3 separate regions of the Mus musculus genome follow, and regions 1 and 3 are each linked to region 2. The links are chromatin contacts, called in public Hi-C maps. All regions are on one chromosome and are shown on one strand. The core of a region is the stretch at or near the end of the contact, and the rest is flanking DNA. Distances in the headings are between cores, read along the strand shown.

What was found. A called contact is a pair of places that touch in the nucleus more often than the background predicts.
Region 1: a contact with region 2 is called in a Hi-C map of liver, with 2.0 times the contacts expected there. The contact joins two enhancer-like sites. A contact is called at or near these places in 11 of 484 Hi-C or Micro-C datasets (bone marrow-derived macrophages, differentiating embryonic stem cells, embryonic stem cells and 6 more) and 14 of 115 datasets of contacts at active chromatin or transcription factors (the HPC-7 cell line, bone marrow-derived macrophages, craniofacial prominence and 6 more).
Region 3: a contact with region 2 is called in a Hi-C map of liver, with 2.0 times the contacts expected there. The contact joins two enhancer-like sites. A contact is called at or near these places in 1 of 39 promoter capture datasets (liver), 12 of 484 Hi-C or Micro-C datasets (the C2C12 cell line, ECoMG myeloid progenitors, the HL-1 cell line and 8 more), 8 of 115 datasets of contacts at active chromatin or transcription factors (the HPC-7 cell line, bone marrow-derived macrophages, double positive thymocytes and 4 more) and 1 of 9 other capture datasets (embryonic stem cells).

The regions. Positions count from the first base shown.
Region 1 is chr13:37,687,959-37,691,149 of GRCm38.p6, reverse strand. No RefSeq gene overlaps it. Among named protein-coding and RNA genes, the nearest start is that of AI463229, 22 kb to the right of the region's middle. Within about 2 kb of position 1,544, at least 6 of the 459 cell types and tissues checked have an H3K27ac peak or open chromatin away from gene starts, as enhancers often do. A contact at or near this core is called in hepatocytes and liver, where this site is marked.
Region 2 is chr13:37,466,731-37,469,827 of GRCm38.p6, reverse strand. No RefSeq gene overlaps it. Among named protein-coding and RNA genes, the nearest start is that of Gm40914, 19 kb to the left of the region's middle. Within about 2 kb of position 1,822, at least 71 of the 459 cell types and tissues checked have an H3K27ac peak or open chromatin away from gene starts, as enhancers often do. A contact at or near this core is called in brown adipocytes, hepatocytes and liver, where this site is marked.
Region 3 is chr13:37,602,198-37,605,474 of GRCm38.p6, reverse strand. No RefSeq gene overlaps it. Among named protein-coding and RNA genes, the nearest start is that of Gm47754, 23 kb to the right of the region's middle. Within about 2 kb of position 1,679, at least 25 of the 459 cell types and tissues checked have an H3K27ac peak or open chromatin away from gene starts, as enhancers often do. A contact at or near this core is called in brown adipocytes, hepatocytes and liver, where this site is marked.

The DNA.
Region 1 (3,191 bases), core at 295-2,794, 220 kb before region 2:
TGCCTCCCCTCCCTACAGGGCAACAGTCCCAAGCCTCACTTCTCAGTTGTGCTGCTGTTTGGAATCATGGGTATAAAAGGATTGCAGCCTTCTCTCTCTATCTGGTACACAGTTCTCTCCACCTTTTATACACCTCTGAAAAACTTGAGTATTGGGAGAGATGGCTTAGTAGTTGAGAGTACTAGCTGCTCCTCCAGAGGACCCAGCTTCAATTCCCATCACCCAAATGGCAGATCACAACTCTCTGTAACACCTGCTGTAGCACCTCTGTAACACACCTGAAGGACATCTGACACCCTCAAAAAGACATGTATGCAGATACCCCCTTGCCCCCCAAATAACAAAAACCATGAGTAGCCAGGTGTATGGCCTTATCTCAGAACTTGGGAACTTGAGGCAGAGGCAGAGGCAGAGGCAGAGGCAGAGGCAGAGGCAGAGGCAGAGGCAGAGGCAGAGGCAGAGGAGGCAGAGGAGGCAGAGGAGGCAGAGGAGGCAGAGGAGGCAGAGGAGGCAGAGGAGGCAGAGGCAGAGGAGGCAGAGGCAGAGGAGGCAGAGGAGGCAGAGGCAGAGGCAGAGGCAGAGGAGGCAGAGGAGGCAGAGGAGGCAGAGGAGGCAGAGGAGGCAGAGGAGGCAGAGGCAGAGGCAGAGGAGGCATAGGCAGAGGAGGCATAGGCAGAGGAGGCATAGGCAGAGGAGGCAGAGGAGGCAGAGGAGGCAGAGGAGGCAGAGGCAGAGGCAGAGGAGGCAGAGGAGGCAGAGGAGGCAGAGGAGGCAGAGGCAGAGGCAGAGGAGGCAGAGGAGGCAGAGGAGGCAGAGGAGGCAGAGGCAGAGGAGGCAGAGGAGGCAGAGGCAGAGGAGGCAGAAGCAGAGGAGGCAGAGGAGGCAGAGGAGGCAGAGGAGGCAGAGGCAGAGGAGGCAGAGGAGGCAGAGGCAGAGGAGGCAGAGGAGGCAGAGGCAGAGGCAGAGGCAGAGGCAGAGGCAGAGGCAGAGGCAGAGGCAGAGGCAGGGGCAGGAGGCAGAGGAGGCAGAGGAGGCAGAGGCGGGAGAATCCTTGTCTGGTCTACATAAGTGAATTTCGGGATCAGAGCTACATAGTAAGACCATGTCTTAAAGGAGAGAGAGAGAGAGAGAGAGAGAGAGAGAGAGAGAGAGAGAGAGAGAGAGAGAGAGAAACAATGAGGAAACACAAGTACCACAGGTTGTGAGTAACACAGGTTGATTTTTAAAAATGTAAACAAGCCAGAGGAGCAAAGGGAGAACACTTTGGTGGTGAAGCCCTTCCTCCTCCTGTTTCCCATCCATGTCCCATCCTACTGTAATTGCATGCAAATCCTCCTGCTTTTTGTTTTTTTTTTTTTTGTTTTTTTGTTTTTGTTTTTTTAAATAAGGCACAAGTTATGGGGCTTCTCAAATAAAGAGTATACAGGGAGGAGAGTTTGGGTCCCCAGCTATGTGGGTGAGAGCAGTTTGCCTGTCCTCACAGCCCTCCAGAGGCAAAGACAGGAGATGGCTGTCTACACTAGGTAAATCAGGGTTCAATTAGAGACCTGGCCTTGTGCAGAGTTATTGAGTAAGACACCCAGTGTCAACCTCTGGCTTCCACACCTACCCGCACACAAGTGTTCCCACTTACACTCAAATGCGCATGCACACAGACACACACCAACAGAGAAACACTGGTCGGGTGTGTGTGAAGTGGAGCAGAGAGACAGAGTCACAGCAGAGTCTGTCCCCCTTACCAAGGATTTGTTCTCTGTGGTTTCTATCACCCATGGTCCACAGGCATCACCACAGCAGGATAAGCCTCCCCCTGACGTCATTACAAGGTCAGGAGTGGTGCAATGGTGTGTTACAACACCCATGTCATTCACCTCAACATCGTAAAAGAGCCAAGCATGGAACAATTAGCTGTTGAGAGAGAGAGAGAGAGAGAGAGAGAGAGAGAGAGAAAAGATGCAAGGAGACAACATGTAGTACATCACCAAAATTTCAGTGTTCATCTTTTACGATGCCTAATGTACCAACTAAATTTTATAATTTGATTGTTTGAATAAGAGAGTCGGGAATGGAGATACGACTGCATGCTTAAGAGGAGCAATGTTCTTGCAGAGGACCCAGCTTCAGTGCCCAGCACCACAGTTGGCAGCTCCCAGGTACTCGTACCAGCTCCAGGGGATCTGATGCCCTCTTCTGGCCTCCAAGGGTACTTAGACTCATGAGCTATGCCTACACACTGATATACTCAACTACGCATAATGGTTTTAGAAATGAAAAAAAAAAGTCTAAAGAGCAAATGTAGGTCTTTCTTTCTTTCCTTCTTTCTTTCTAAGATTTATTTACTTATTATATTACACTGTAGCTGTTTTCAGACACACCAGAAGAGGGCATCAGATCTCATTACAGATGGTTGTGAGCCACTGTATGGTTGCTGGGACTTGAACTCAGGACCTTTGGAAGAGCAGTCAGTGCTCTTAACCACTGAGCCATCTCTCCAGTCCACAAATTATTTTTTTAATGTAGAGTGTATTATGGACATCTTCCTAGACCAAATAGATAGAAAGAATACTTACTCAAGAGCTTCATAATAGTATGTATGAAAACTGTGCTTAGGTTTCTAGTCACCCCTAATTTGACAGACTTAATTATTTCTTGTAGTATGGGGGAGTGCATCTAGGGTCTCCCACATGCTGGGCAGGTGCTCTATCACTAAGCTACACCCCCAGGCTTATCTGACAGACTTCCAACCCATTTCCAGGTGTTTACTATCATCAGCAGTGCTGAGAGCCAAGTAGAGTACATACAAACAGCAAAGCCCAGGCTTCTGTATAATGGTTACCTCGAGCTGAGGTTGCTATGGGTACTCCATTTGAACACATATTGGCAGTTTACCTTCCAAAGGGTAGAGCTGTTTCCATGGCCTCCAACACTAGAGGGTCACCTTGGTTACCTGGGGTCCCCTCCTGGGACTTGCCCTTCTACATGCTAATTCTCAAAGCTCTTTCATGCCCTTTCTTTTCTTTTTTTTTTTTTTTTTGTAATAACTGATCTGTAAGGTTAGAATGTCAGGGATGCAAACCTGCTAGTTGGCATAAGCCCATTCTCCTTCATATATTTCCTTCTAAAAAATAATTATTTAGGATATAATCAAAACTCGTAGTCAATTATTTTTGATATCATCAAAACTCTTAGTC
Region 2 (3,097 bases), core at 573-3,072:
CAAAGAAGACGACACCCAGAATCCGAGGATCTATCTGAAAGGCCAAGGGTCAGCCAAGAGCATCTGCCCCCAAACTAGGTGATTGTCTAGGGGATGCCCAAAACTAGGTGATGGGACAGTGAAGCAAATAGAAACACTGGTTCACACTGTCTTAGTCAGGGTTTCTATTCCTGCACAAAGCATCATGACCAAGAAGCAAGTTAGAGAGGAAAGGGCTTATTCAGCTTACACTTCCACACTGCTGTTCATCACCAAAGGAAGCTGGCTTCTCCAGACTTCAGGACATGGCTGCTGAATATTGTCAAATGTTTCAGTGTTATGGATCTTTTGTGTGTATGTGTGTGCATGTGTGTGTGTGTGTGTGTGTGTGTGTGTGTGTGTGTGAGAGAGAGAGAGAGAGAGAGAGAGAGAGAGAGAACATCTGTTACTCCCCTTGCTCAGCATCTTCGAGGCTTGGCTCTGTAGAGCCATGAAGTAGGACCCAGATGCGAGGTTGTTTGCTGACACCTTCCCATACAGGCAGCTCCTGAACCTGCATGTCACTGCATGCTCCTGGGTAGTCTGGCCTTTGGCTGCAATCAGACATCAGGACAGTTGTAGACTCTGCAAGCAAGGGTCATAATTCATAGCGGGGAAGGGTTCCTCTTGTCTCTGGGACCCCGAATTTTGCAGTTGTGTTTGCTAATCTGGCATACCCTTTAGCTGATCTAAAAGTGAACGTGGATGACCTGAGATGCTGTCTGCGAATGCTTCATGAGACATCTACAGAACATGGTGGCTCGGATTTTTCCATGCTTCTGCAGTCCGTATGGAAGATCTCTGTTCTGGCTTCCACAGTAGAAGTGGAGCTGGAACATCCCAGGATAGCACAGCTCTTTTTTTTTCTTTTCCACCCACAGTTTCTGCTGCCTTTTGTTTGTATTTTAAAAGTCAATGCCACATTTTGGTGGAAGGTGCACGTGCCTGGGGAGGGTGTTTGGTTTTTTTTTTTTTTTTTTTTTTTTTTTTTTAAGTGGAAACAAAGAAAACCTGATGTTCCGACTGTGTTTGTTTTTCTGGGCTTTTTCCTATTGTTGCTTAAGAAGCTGGGAGTACAGAAACCCTTAGAATTCCCATCTGGGTGCTTTAATGGCACACAAGTGGATCTTAAAACCACCCGCCCTCCAGCTTGTCTATGTTTGAGGACTGTGAAGCCAAATAGAGCTATAAAAACCATTTTGTGCAGTGACCCGCCCGATGCTGCCACAGCCAGCCAGCATCCCCACCCCACGCCCCCTTCAGAGGGTTGTCTGCTGAGCCCTGACTGCCCGGGCTCCTGCAAGCTGTCACTGTTCACTTTTGCACGCCTCGAAGCATCTCCCCGAAAAGAAAACATTCTCAAGACTCTGGGCCTGGCCTCTCTCTTCCAGGGCAGCTTCCAGCCTCTGTTTGGCCTATCTTCTTCCTCAGGTCTTCACCCCAGCCTGCTGGTGTGGGCTGCAGGGGAGGGTGGCGATGTGTGCTTGAGCCCCAAGTTGGGAGCGCTGGGAGGCTGCAGAATCCTCCCTGTCATTTTACCCTGTGTTTCTCCTCTCTTGCCTTCTTGGCATTTATCTTGTTCCCTAACAGATTTCCACACCGAGAGTTTAATTCAGGCCAAGAGAGCAGCCCCGAAAAGAGGGTGGGAGGTAGGGGGTCAGGCCATATGAGGCAGGGGCTCCAGTTCCCAGCAGATTCTCCCTGTGGAACTCTGTTGGCTCCCAGGAAGGCCTCCCCACTTTTGCCCACTGCGTGCACGTAAAGACTCAGAGGGGCCTGCCCCTTCCTTATCTCCACCCCATTGGCAAAGCGGCCTGTTTGCCTTGCTCTTTCAACGGGTACACCTTTGTCACGAAACCAGAAGAGGCCAGATGCCAGATACTTGCCAGCTTTCCTGGGGTTAACTAGACTCCAGCGCCCCCCAGAGGAGAGTTAAGTGGAAAATACCATCCGATGCAAAGGACTTAGATCTATTTAAACTGGCAAGTTTATAATCTTTTTTTTTATATATATAGTTATAATAAACCTTTAAAACACTAGGGCTGGGCAGATATCTACCCTCTAAGCTATCAGTATCTAATTTCCTATCAATAACCCTGAGATATGACGTTCCATCTGGGTTACTCTTACTCCGTTTTTATTGAGGGCCCAAGAGTCACAGGTGCGTAAAGCGGCACTGTGGGACCAAGAAGACTGATGGCAAAGCACCGGGACAGAGTCTCTGCCAGTGTGCCTGTGGCGGAGAGATCTTGATGGGCACTGGGAGAAGCTCCCTGCCCACTCGCCTCTAGGCTTTCCTTGAGTGAACGCAGAGAGGAGAAAGGAGAGAAGACGACAGGGAACTGAATGGTATGGGAATGTCTCTCAACAGCCTAAAGCCAAGGATCCCAACAGGATTGACATTTACTGTTGGGGTGGGGTGGGGGGGCCGCCTACACAGAGACAGTGTTACCTTTATGTACTTTATATATATTTCAAAGAAGACCGTTAAAATGTCGGAACATCATGTTTAAGGGCAATGCATATATGACCTCCAGTATATTCACTTATATTCCAGTATATATTCACTAGTCCTTTCTCAGTTACAAGCTTGCAGTTTTCCAGGACTCTCCCAAGGATCGTCCCAGTCCCTTCATTTACCTAAAAGATATGCCTTTGCTTTCTTGTACAACCTTAGTCCCATGCCTTGCCTTAATGGATTGCAGCCCTGTCCCAGGCACCTGCAGAGCCCCTCTGTAATCTCATGATCTATACGGAGATAAAGAAATCCCTCTGAGCAACGTAATTCCAAAAGCTACCCAAATACTATAGACTGCTATTGCTGGACATTTAAGCAACACTGTCCCTTAAGAAGCCCCCACCCATTCCTGGGTGTGTCCCATCTGTCCCCAGATGACCCTCTTTCTTCAGCCCCTGTGCTGAAATCTGTGTTAATATTTTTCTTCTGAATAAACTCCAACTCTGCTTCGTACCGGCTCAGGCTGAAATTCTCTGTGCAAAGTCAAGGGCCCCTACTGTACCAGGTAGAAGTGTGCAAGAAGAACCTGGATGCTACAGATGGAGCCCTGTCCCTGGCTCT
Region 3 (3,277 bases), core at 430-2,929, 140 kb before region 2:
TGTTCGTTTGGATGTGGTCAGAAGCAGCCTGCTGCTCCCTGATGTAATGATAAGTTATGCCCCATGGAACCATCTGGAAATCATTTCTAGATTTCTGTGACAGAAAAGATTGATATATGGGGGGGGTTCACTAGAGAAGTAGAACTTATAGAATGAATACATATGCACATATATAAACATGTACATATCTATATGTGGAATTTATTAGAATGGCTTATAGGCCATTGTCCAGCTAGTGCAACAATGGTTGTCTACCAATGAAAGGTTTCAGTGTATCCCAGAATCCTAAAGAAGTCAGCTCTAATGCCAGTGAAGGAATGGATTTGCCAGTGAGAGTGAGGGCAATCAGGTAAAGAGCAAGCTTCCTTCTTCCATGTCCTTTATATAGGCTGCCAGCAGAAGGTGTGGCCCAGATTGAAGGTGGCTCTTCCTACGTCAAAAGATCTGGGTTAAAGGTGTATCATCCAACGTCACAAGATTTGAATTAAAAGTGGGTCTTTCCCACTTCAAATGATTTCAGGGGAAAAAAAAACCTTACAGGTGAACTCAGCTGCTTTGGTTTGGGCTAATTCTGGTTGCATTCAAGTTGACAGCCAAGAATAGCTGTCAGGGGTGAGTCTAAGGCCATACCTGCCTTTGCTCATCTGTTTGCTCGCATGCGTGGTGGGCTGGAGAGATGGCAATGACTTCTCCCTTCTCCCACCCCTCCAGTTCTGTATCTGGGTGTTATTTACAACAAGTCACTTGCAGAAAGTACAGCAGGGCAGTGTGCAGAGGCCAAGTGACATCAGATCAGCGTTCCTAGTCCTTGTGTATTATTAGTCTAGGCTGTTTTAAGTTTGTAGCTGTTTTTCCTTTCTATCATGATATACTGCTAGACACAAGGCAGGACCCTGTCTCTGACCTAGTCTTTTCTTACCCTCACCCACCAACACTCCCCGTCCTGCTCCCGTGGAGGGAGGATGCGCTGGTGGCGAATCACCACAAACGGCTCATCCACAAATCTGTGTGGATAAAAACATCGTTATTTCAAAGTTTCAGCCACTCTGGAGGCCAAGAGACCTTGAGCACTTATCACTCCTGCCTCCTCCAAAGCCAACCCTGGACAGACAGAGGTAGCACAGCCGCAGAGTCTGCATCATGTCGCCACTCAGTTCTGAGTTCAGAGGCTTCACTGGCTAGAAACTTATCCAGTGTGTCAGAGGTCTTCAACAGCCCATGCCTCTTCCGGGTCACTTAAATATGTAGCTGACTGAATGCTGAGACCTTCTGAAGTCTGAATTACGTTGTATCTCTCTGGAGAGCATGTTGGTGAGGTTGCATACTGCAACAAAAGGTCCTAAAAGGATGTTGCAGTCTGGTTCTAAGAGAAAAACTCCAGGGCAAGGCTATAGTTTAGTGGTGGAGTACTTGCCTAAGAAACCTTGAATTTGATCCCTGGCACGAAGCCCCACCCAAACAAGAAAAAAAAAAACATATGGGTGTATTTTCCTCCTTTGAGGCTTATGAGGCAAATTTGCATATCTCCCCCATAAATTTGCATCTACCTGACACATATTTGCATTTATGCTCGGAAGATTCTACTTCCAAATGAGGCAGTATGAGACCCCTCATATGTACTGCCATTTGTACTGCTCCTCTTGGATGCATGTCATTGGCTTCTGTTACTGCTGTACTGTTTCATAAGCTTGTCCTCCGTTTCCCAGAAATGCTGACAAAAGTCACCACGGTTGTGAAACTCAGCCCTGAAGGACATCAAAAAGAAAAAAGGCTTCTTGTGAACTGGCAGCTAGTGTGTTAGGTGTTGTCTGTCGACATCAGGATCCCTGTGGACCTATCACAGAGCCCTCTGAGACACCACTAGTTACTACATTATGCCTTGAATTGTATTTATGTCAAAGACTATGCTTATATTTACAGAAAAAGATCGTATCAAAAAGTCGTATTTTTTATAGAAAGGGTTTTCATCTAAGGTATGGGAATGTACAAAGCAGTTACTCTCCAGTGTGGTGTTAGGGTGATTCACTGGGGTTTAAAAATGATGTTATCAAGCTAATGATGCAATTATATGGGGATGTGGACAAGTTGGGTCTCCTCCACGAGCCTGGATTTTCTCTAGGAAGAGGGTCATTAAGCCAAATGGCAGCGCTCCTCACCTCAGGCATCTGGAATTACCATTTTAATATTTGCCACATCCTTTTCTCCTCTATATTATTTTCCTTACTTTCCAACAGAAGTAGTGTTTTCTGCCTTCTTGTAATCCTGAGCAAACTCTCTTATAAAGCACATGTTTGATGTGATTTTTGCTTACACATCACGAATTGCCATAGTCGTCTTAAATATCTTAGAAATCTTTTATTTTTATTATGTTTGTGTGTGCGCATGTGGTGCATGAGAGTGTGCCCGCATGCGTGTTTGTGTGCGCGTGACGACAAAAAGGGGGGAGGGGTTAGATTGCTTGGATCTGGAGTAGCCAGCAGCTGTGAGCTTCCTGAACAACAACAAAGGGATCTCCCAGCATGCCTTGAAACTGGGGAGAACCAGATAATTATGTTTATTTTTAATTTTTATGTGTATTGGTGTTTCACCTGCATGTATATCTATGCAACTATGTTTGTGCGGTGATCATGAAGGCCAGAAAAGAACACTGACCTCCCGGAACTGGGGTTAGAAACAGTTGCTAGTCACAGTAGGTGCAAGGAATGGAACTTGAGTCCTTTGGAAGATCAGTCAGTGCTCTTAACCACTGAGCCATCTTTCCAGTCTGATAATTGTTTTTTGACCTATATTTGTTATAGGACAAATGCTCAGCTTTGGTTTGACTCTGTTTCCTAACACTCATTTGACATTTGTTTTTTATGCCATTCTGACAGTGTCAAGAGGGCTCTTTCCATTGTCACAGGAGTGGACTCCTGATAACAAGATTTTCTTCTGTCCTGAATGTGCTTGCCTGTCCTTCAGACTTGGGAAAGGCTGCACGAGGTCTTTGTCATATGTCAGCACCACGCTCTTGCACTGCCCAGACGCCAGGGAAAGAAGCCAAAGAAATCTCTGTACTTTATAAATTACCCAGTCTGTCTACTGCCACTTCAGAGCCAGAAGAGGAGGGCCGCTATCTCCCAGGGATGGCAGGAGGATGGCAGTGTTTTAGAAACTACAGGACTATCACAAGTATCCTCAACTTGTCTGTGGCTCCCTTTTACACAGAGAGAAATGAACCATGGTGTCAGGCTACCACCCTCTGTGACTTTCTGTCACTTTAAGCTGAACGCAAGGC